Regions from separate parts of the Lactuca sativa genome. Here region 1 is linked to region 2. Evidence: chromatin contacts called from public Hi-C data. All regions are on one chromosome and are shown on one strand. The core of a region is the stretch at or near the end of the contact, and the rest is flanking DNA. Distances in the headings are between cores, read along the strand shown. Region 1 holds the start of LOC111886981. Region 2 holds the start of LOC111886968 (acyl-CoA-binding domain-containing protein 3).

What was found. Hi-C and Micro-C count contacts between places; a contact is called where the count stands out from the background.
Region 1: a Hi-C map of seed shows a contact between it and region 2, with 6 times the contacts expected there. The contact joins the promoter of LOC111886981 here to the promoter of LOC111886968 in region 2. A contact is called at or near these places in 4 of 4 Hi-C or Micro-C datasets (bud, leaf and seed).

What each region holds. Positions count from the first base shown.
Region 1 is chr4:262,368,962-262,373,222 of Lsat_Salinas_v11, reverse strand. LOC111886981 reads right to left here and starts at 2,158. Exons shown (of 3, transcript XM_023883215.3): 1 at 2,000-2,158; 2 at 1,812-1,852; 3 at 696-997. The coding sequence starts at 2,075. The coding sequence ends at 878.
Region 2 is chr4:262,142,726-262,147,166 of Lsat_Salinas_v11, reverse strand. LOC111886968 (acyl-CoA-binding domain-containing protein 3) reads left to right here and starts at 3,031. Exons shown (of 5, transcript XM_023883200.3): 1 at 3,031-4,270. The coding sequence starts at 3,186.

The DNA.
Region 1 (4,261 bases), core at 909-3,408, 230 kb before region 2:
TTAATACGGTACACGGTTTAAGATAAAATATATCGGTAACCCTTAAAGAGTACCAAGTATACTAATGTACAACTCGATTCTAATTGAACATATTCGTTGATGAGTCTCTCATTGCTTAAACTTTTCACTGTTAGTTGGACTACTATAGATCGACATCTTAAGAGAGTTTACATGATTTACAGAACTGGATATTTTATAAATTTATGTTTTTAGTATTATCTACAAATTACTCGGTCACATTGTTTATTGACATCGAGAATACTTGTATATCGTGAACGATAAGTCAATTCTAATGTCCTACCGCCTTCAAAGGTCCACTCTAATGCCAAATAACAAGTCACTTATTTAAAGTGGCTTTCAACGACTCTTAACTTGTTCTTAAGTCACTTATTTAATTATATCCAAAAACAGATCAGTACAACTTTTATGTTTAACTACATTATTGTGATCACATCTGGTATATCATAAACAAATATATTTAATCATATTGGATACCACATAAGGTGTGAACACTACCTTATTTTACAGTCTAATAACATAATGAAACATAGAAAATTGAGGGTTATTTATTGGTGATCATTTTGTGAAATTATCTTTCTATTATGACAGAATTACCTTATTAACCTTGAAAACAAGTAGATTTGAAGAATTGACGAGTTTGTGTAGGTAGTAATTTGATGCAAAAACATTATAGATGAATATGCAATTAGAAGCAGGTGTCATTTTAGTAGAGCTTCTGAAACATAAGATGCAACAACACAGACATGATGATATTCATATTATAGACATATACTACTGTCATTCATTCATTCATTCATTCATTCAACCACATTTCACAGTAACCAACCAACCACACTTTAAAACCTTCTTTCCTTTTTCATTTCTTGAGATGAGGGAAACAGGCCAACACGTCAGCTTTAGGATGTTTTGCTTCAGCATGTTCCCTGCATTTCACCTCAGATGTTGTGCAAATGAAAGTTTGCATGCACACCTTGCACTGAAATATCCAATCAAACAACATTCATAAGCCCCGATAAGTTAAAACTATAACCTTTTTAATAATGTTAATCTTGTAAATATGTAGAAATTCAAGGACATTTTAGTAACTTGGCACTTGCCCACTTGACAGGCTGTTTTTTATGATGAGGATGAGAGGGTTTCTTCACAGTAAAAGTGGTGTAAATCTTGCTAAGAAAATAAGCCAAAAGCTCAACAGAATACCTAAACCTGGTTATTTTGGATGATCTTAGAAAAGCTTCTAAAGAACAAAGAAAAAGCTTCCTTTTGCAATTTTCCTGACAATAACCACATCAATGGGTCCCACTAGATCCTTAGAAGAGAATTACACTCCCTAGATCCTGTCTAGAGTTTCCAAATGCAAATTCGACATGAATTTTGTTGTAAATTCAAAGAAAAAACCATCATTTGCGTACCTAGGACCTTCTGAATATTTGAAGTTAAAGAATAAATTGTTTGACACCAAACATTTTAACAGATAATCAACTAGCAGCGATTATTTCATCAAAATCTGTGACAAATATCGACGGATCTAAAAGAGCACTACTATGATGGTCGTGTGTGAAAGTCGTAAAGAACTAGATAGATCCTATCTGAAAGTCGTACCACAAAGAGCTACCAATTTTCTAAATGAAAATGACGCGTTATTGGTGTGTCCAATAGAATCCCCAAACAGATGATTTACGAGACATCACAAAACCGATCATCAAAATACGATTGTTTTAGCTAATTTTGATAGCTTTGTAGTCATATAATAAAATGATTGTTGATGATTCAACAGATTAAGACCAAACCTGGATGTTCATAGCTTTTTTGTTGGCTTCAAGCTGACTTCCTGCGAAAGATAACATAGATAATCAGTCGATTACAGAGATCAAAGCATAGGCATCATGACATAGCAGGATCATAGATTAGATTGCCATATGTTTCACCGATCGGAAGGAAAGGGGGATCGGGGAAGGGTATTTGAGTAAATACGTACCTTTTCCGGCAGCTTTGGCCTTCTCCAAGTTCTTCTCACGGGCCATCTTGGATTTCTGAGCATTTCCGCCACCCATGGCTCCCTGATCTCTGCCTCTTTGTCTCTCTCACCCACCGAATTCAAAACCCTAATTCTACAATTTGGTGCGACTCTTTGGATGGAAATGGGTAGATATTTATACCCAATTATTTTACCGATTTGCTCTTTATTTATTTTTATTTTTTTCTTTATAGCTTCCGTATCTAACCTTTATTCGTCAAGTATATAGAATTTAGTTCCATCTACACGGACGTCTATAAATAAAAGAGGATTATTTAGGCCGAAAGATGATAGTAATGTTACGTAATATGTTTTGAAAGAGATAATTACTTAAAATGTTAATATATTTTTTGATTTTTATACATTTAGTTATTGCGTTTTTTTTTTCTCGTTCATATTTACCCTTTCAACTTGTTAAACTGTGTACATTTAATCATTATGACCGACTACTTAGGTTAGCTAGTAAAAATGATTTGACAAGGTAATATATTTCTCATTTTGTACACATTTAGTCATTATTATTTTTGTGCACATTTAGTCAATAATATATTTTTTTGTTGCAAAATAAGTCATTTTTGTTTTGGTACTCATTCAGTATTTATGAATGATTTTTTTTAGGTTTTTCTTACGACATCTTACGTGCAATAGCATATGGTAGTGGGATAGGTTGAGGTGGTCCTGCTATATATTGTAGGCCAAGATACCTTGTGCGGGTCGGCTGTAAGTTGTAGGCACGGAGGCTCGAGAAGAGTGGTTGGGTTAAGGCGGCATGCCAACAAACCCTGGGTATTCCAGTCCGATGACTGATTGGACCTGTTACATGTTGGCATTCCAGTCCGATGATTGATTGGGCCAAGGTATTCCAATATGATGAGTGTGGGCCCGTTATGCATGATAATACATTTGTTGTACATACTCATCAACAGTATTGAAGATTTTGCGTTTCTTATATTACTCTGATTTTCGATAAATGTATTTTGGAATAAACGTTTTTTCTTAATAATGGATTTATAATTAGGGCGTTTTGACTTAAGATGAGTAAGTTCTATGCATTTAAAGTGGAATGGAAAATGAGCAAGCCGGAATGGATTTAACTAAGGAATCTGATGATATGTAGGAAACATAGCGCATCTATAAGGGGTATCCAGTACGTTTAGGTGATTTCAGTAAGAGCATTGTACTATGCAGAGACAGATGCGTTGCATGATGGTACACGACACAAAGAAAGCATATTTCCCAAAACACATGGTCACTTAACTAGATATGGTGTGTCTAGTAGTTGAACGTGCCCGTTCTAGCAGACTTCATTCATGTATGTCTTATGTAAAACATATCAATTGGGAATCATTTTCCTTAAACCTCGAACCAGAGCCATGCTCTCGAGTTTTTTGGTTGGGAAGAAGGGAGAACTTGAAGCAAGAATGAAAAGGGTGTAAGGATTTAGATATAAAGTGTATTAAGGTATCTTGTTTCCTTTGTATTAAGCTAATTAGGCTTAACTACTTATAATCTTAAAAGAGTTATTAGAACTCAAACCAAAGCTTGAACTTACAGTGTGATTCTACTATTAGTACAAGAAACATGATTATGAGTGTAGTTAATGAATTCTACAGTTGAATTCTTAAATGGGTTAATTGGGGTTATAAACCCTAATTAGTGAAACTGATAGGAATGTGAAATTTAGCTTATGGCTTAATGAATTAGGTCACCTAGATGCTATATACACGAAGCTTAGTAAGTTTTGTGACACAAAGTTCTCAAGTAAAGTTAGTGATCAATTAAGTGATCATTTTGATTATGACTAATAATTAAGCTCTAAATGACCTAGGACAAGTTCAAATGAGATTGGTATGTTATATGAATAGGATTTTGGCAAGAGATTGATAAAGTGCATCAATTAGAGATTTAAGGCCAAATTGGTAGTTAGTTTTCACTAACTAAAAGAGGTGAGTGCACGTGGATTTTATGGGTACATAGAATTAAAAATATTTTATGTGAAAATATTTTTATATGTAAGTCTTTGAGTCCCCAAGTTTACTGATTTGATAAAAGGGGAAAATTGGTAATAGTATGTTTAAAATATTAGCATACCATGTTTTTAAATGATTTTTAGAAGGGTATTGCAAGTTATTTGGTATACAACGTTAAACTGGATTTGGTTACTCATGATGAGTTTTCATTATGTTATGATGTGAATGCATTCATAGTTTTCGCGATAAGGTC
Region 2 (4,441 bases), core at 1,782-4,281:
TATATATATATCAATGGGTATAACTTGTTCATCCATGGTGGGGTTTTTTGAACAGTTGAAATATATTAAATCACTAAACTAACAAAGAAAGTAGAGAAAAAGCAAATAGTTTATTATTGGGTTTTGTAACCTTAATAAGGTATATACATTTGTTATATCCATGGTAAGTATTTGTTGGTAATATTAATTGGGTTGGTTTATTACAAAATTTTGTCCTTGATAATTTTTTTTGGTAATAATATCTTTTCAAACACCTTAATAATTTAATAAAAGTTCATAGTTTAAAAAAAAAACATTTACTGGTAACAATGCAAACCTCATATAAGACCGAGTTGGATTGACGATAATAATCTGGCTAGAAATGGGCAAGTGGAAGGGCTCGACAAACAGACGAATATTGTTTATGTTCTAACGAGTTAAGAGACGATACAATATATGATCCTCCAACAGGATGGTTTGATAATTGTTTTTAAACAAGATGGTACAATGTACCACCCAGAAATAACAGTAATATGTTTTTCTTTTACTAATAAATTCAACTATTAATATCAAAATGAAACGTTAAAATGGATAATACATTATCATTATTCAAAAGTTTGAGCATAACTACCAAAGAGGGAAAAACTGGTGTTTGAGACATATATATGAAAACATAGAATTTGTTTTTGCTCCAGTTTGTATCGAGGACTTGATTTCTATATTGAAGATTCTGGTGGGAAGTAAAAAGAGGAAAAAACTGGAGCTGACGCTTTTATATTCGGTGGTGTGTGTTATTTGGAAAGCTTGCAATGCTTTGGTCTTCAGCAATAGGAGAAGTGCCTCCCTTAAGGCGCCATATGAAATTCAGTTGTTATCTTTTAATTTGTTTCATAATAGATCGATGTTTAGAAACAGTTGTTGGTCGGATTGGTCTATTTCTTCGTTTTTTTTTGCTTGTAATTTATAATTTATGCTAGCTTCTTGCTAGTTTCTGTTATTAATATATATGTCGTTAAAAAAACCATTTTTACACCAAATGGCAATAGCCACCACAAGATTTATAAAGATGTGATCTACCATGTTAAGCTATTCAAGTTAGACAAAATTGCAAAAATGGTGTCTGTGGTTGGCAAAATTATGTAGTTTTGGTCCAAAACAAAATGTTGGTGCACAACTGGTCCAATATTAGATACCTTGTGTGGTTTTGGTCCTTATGGTTGACATTTTTGTGTGTTTTTTTGTCTAGACTCACCCTCTCTCTTTCTCTCTCTTGGACCCACCGATTTATTTCTTCCCAGTTCTTTTTAATTCAACCATCACCTCGGTTACCATTACCACTGCCTTACCGCCCGTCCTCTTCCTGGAACACCACCATTCTCACCACGGTCGAATACCGAAGAAGAAATAAAGAGCGAATATGGTGGCGTCGGCGAAAAGGGCGAAAGTTTTCAGAAACCATCACCACCGGCACCATCCAACTTTCTTCGTCTCTAAAAAACACCACCGCCGAAGATCTACATTTTTTAGGTTTAGGGTTTTCATTTCAGAGGGTTAGGGTTTCCTAACTGCGACAGATGATATAGGAGAACAGTGATGGTATACGAGATTGATGGTGGTGGCTGAATCTATTCTAAAAACTCTAGCCCCGACGTTAGCTTCAACAGAGGAGTGATGTATATGTGTTATGATTTTTGATAGAGGAATGATGTATATGTGTTATCACTTTCAACAGAGGAGATTGATTGTGGTAGCCCTCACTGTGATTCAGGGAAATGAGTATGAGATTATTACTCTTTCCATGGATTCCATTAGTTCCACAAGGTAAAAATACTAAAATTGTTTGTTTCTTCACTACACTATATTGAAAAGCTACGAGTTTAGGGTTCTTAATTATCTAGGTGTCCTTGAATTGGGGATGACTGTGGTCCGACGGTTTGGGAAACAATTTGTGATGCTATTTTTGTTTCGCCAATCTAATGGTGATTGTTGATGATGGATCTCAGATTGATAGTGATTCTTGATGATGGCTCTCGTTTTTCATCTTCATATTTCAATGATTGTTAACTATAAATTTGCATAGAGTGTGAATTTATGCTTATTGTTTGAAATGGGGTTCCTGAGATAAGTGATTATGGAAGTTGGTTTGGGGGAAATTTTGCATCTGTATCTAGTATATTTTGCACAACATAGGTACACATAATTGGTTTTAGTTAGCCACAACAGAATCTGGAGGATTAATCAAGATGGATGAAAGAGGGCTTTGTCTCCAGAACCTAGAGAGTTTCAGGTGGTGACATATATATATATATATATATATATATATATATATATATATATATATATATATATATATATATATAGAGAGAGAGAGAGAGAGAGAGAGAGACTTTTTTCTCAATTTTAATTAATGAAAAACATTTGAATAAATATAAAAAAACAAATATAAGGGTATAATAGTCTTTTTATATTGATAAAGACCAAAAACAATAGAAAGATTCAGTTTTGGATCAATGGTGCACCAACTTTTCGTTTTAGATTAAAAACACATAAATTTACCAACCACAGGGACCCTTTTTGTAATTTTGTCTTCAAATTATATAAACAATGTTGAAAATTAACAAACCAAACACTCTCTATACTTTGTTCATGAGACTTTTTGAAGTCATGTTATATTAGGAAATTTTTTGATAAAGTCTTAAATTTATTTTTTAATAAAAAGTCTCAATTATTTAATATTTTTTTAAATTATGTGATTTTTTCAAAATAATATATTTTTTTGTTTAAAAAAAATATTTAGAACTTTATCAAAAAGAAAATTAAAATAATTAAATTTTATAAAACCCTTTTAACTATGTGGTAAAAAAAAAATAACACCAAATTTTTAACTTTCTTTTAAATCCACTCCAAATTTGTTTGATTAGGTTAAAGTCAATCTTATGGAAAAATAAGATAGAATCCAAAGGCTGGCGGCACACGCATTACGAAAACCTTGTGACCCGCAAACACCTTTTGGTCCCACAACAAAATGGGCAAAAGTGGCTGCTTTCATAACCCCCCACCATAAAGAAAAAAGCGAATATGCTTTGCTCTCATCTCTGACAACCAAAATCAAAATCTTTCATCTTCATCCTCAAGCTTCGTCTCTCGTATAAAATCCCATAAATTACTCGTATTATTACTTTACTTTTAGTTTTCTTTTTCAACCAATGGAGACGCTACATCAGATTTTCATAACGGTTATTGCAGCTTTTGTGTTCTTTGTCCTGATTGCAAAGATCGCATCTTCAGCGACCAATGGCGATGAATATGATCATCGACGTAGTAGGATCCGTGATTTCAGTAAGGTTTTGGCGGAGGAGCTTAATCCAAAGATGGAGAAAAGTATTAGTAAAAGGAAAAGTTTGAAGAAAGTCCGATTTGCCGTCGATCATGAAGGAACTTTAGTCAATAAAGTCGTCGCCGGACCATCGGAAACTAAACAAGTAGTGTTTGAGAGTCAACATGATGCAGAGATGATACGCTTCAATGACGTCGGATCGGTGGTGAAGTCACCGGAGGAAGAGTTTGGCGGTGTTGAAAAAGCTGAATTCAATGATTTTAAGCCAATGGCGGAATCTGTTAGCCCTAGTGTTATTGAACACGATGAAACAAAAGAGGGAAATACTGATTCGATTGATCAGAAATCAAGCCAAGCATCAATGATTCCTGACGAAAATGCAGCTATTGGCGCGAAGCTGCTGTGTGATGATGGTATGGAAAAGAACGACGACGAAAGCTTGAGTGCCGTCGAATCGGTGGTGAAGTCACCGGAGGAAGAGTTTGGCGGTGTTGAAAAGGCTGATTATGATGATTATAAGCCAAAGGCGGAATCTGTGATCCATTGTGTTGTCGATGACGATCAAACCGAAGAGGGAAACACTGAATTAATTGATCAGAAGCTAAAAGGGGTAATGATTCCTGAACAAAGTGCAGCTATTGATAACAAGCATCAGATGTGTATGAAATTGAAATTGTTTTGTGATGATGGTATTGATGAATCCGAGAAGGAGAATGAAGGTCTGATTTCCGAGGAAGATGATTCAGATTCCGATGATGATTGGGAGGGAATTGAAAGGAGTGATTTGGAGAAGATGTTCGCCATGGCTGCAGATTATGGTAAACAAGATGATCATCTACAGAGTTTAGGAAGTGACATCCAGATGCAATTGTACGGACTTCATAAGGTTGCTACTGAAGGCCCCTGTCATGAAGCTCAGCCCATTGCTTTAAAGCTCTCCGCACGTTCCAAATGGTATTTCTCAACTTTCCTCTGCATTTTTTTTCATCCATTTTTATTATATCTATTTTCTGTTATTTTTATCATCTAGAAGAAAACAACTATTAATTGTTCGAACAGAATTGTGAAAACTATCTTTGTGGATTAGATATGGGTTGATGATATCTTGTGGTTGCAAGATTAAAA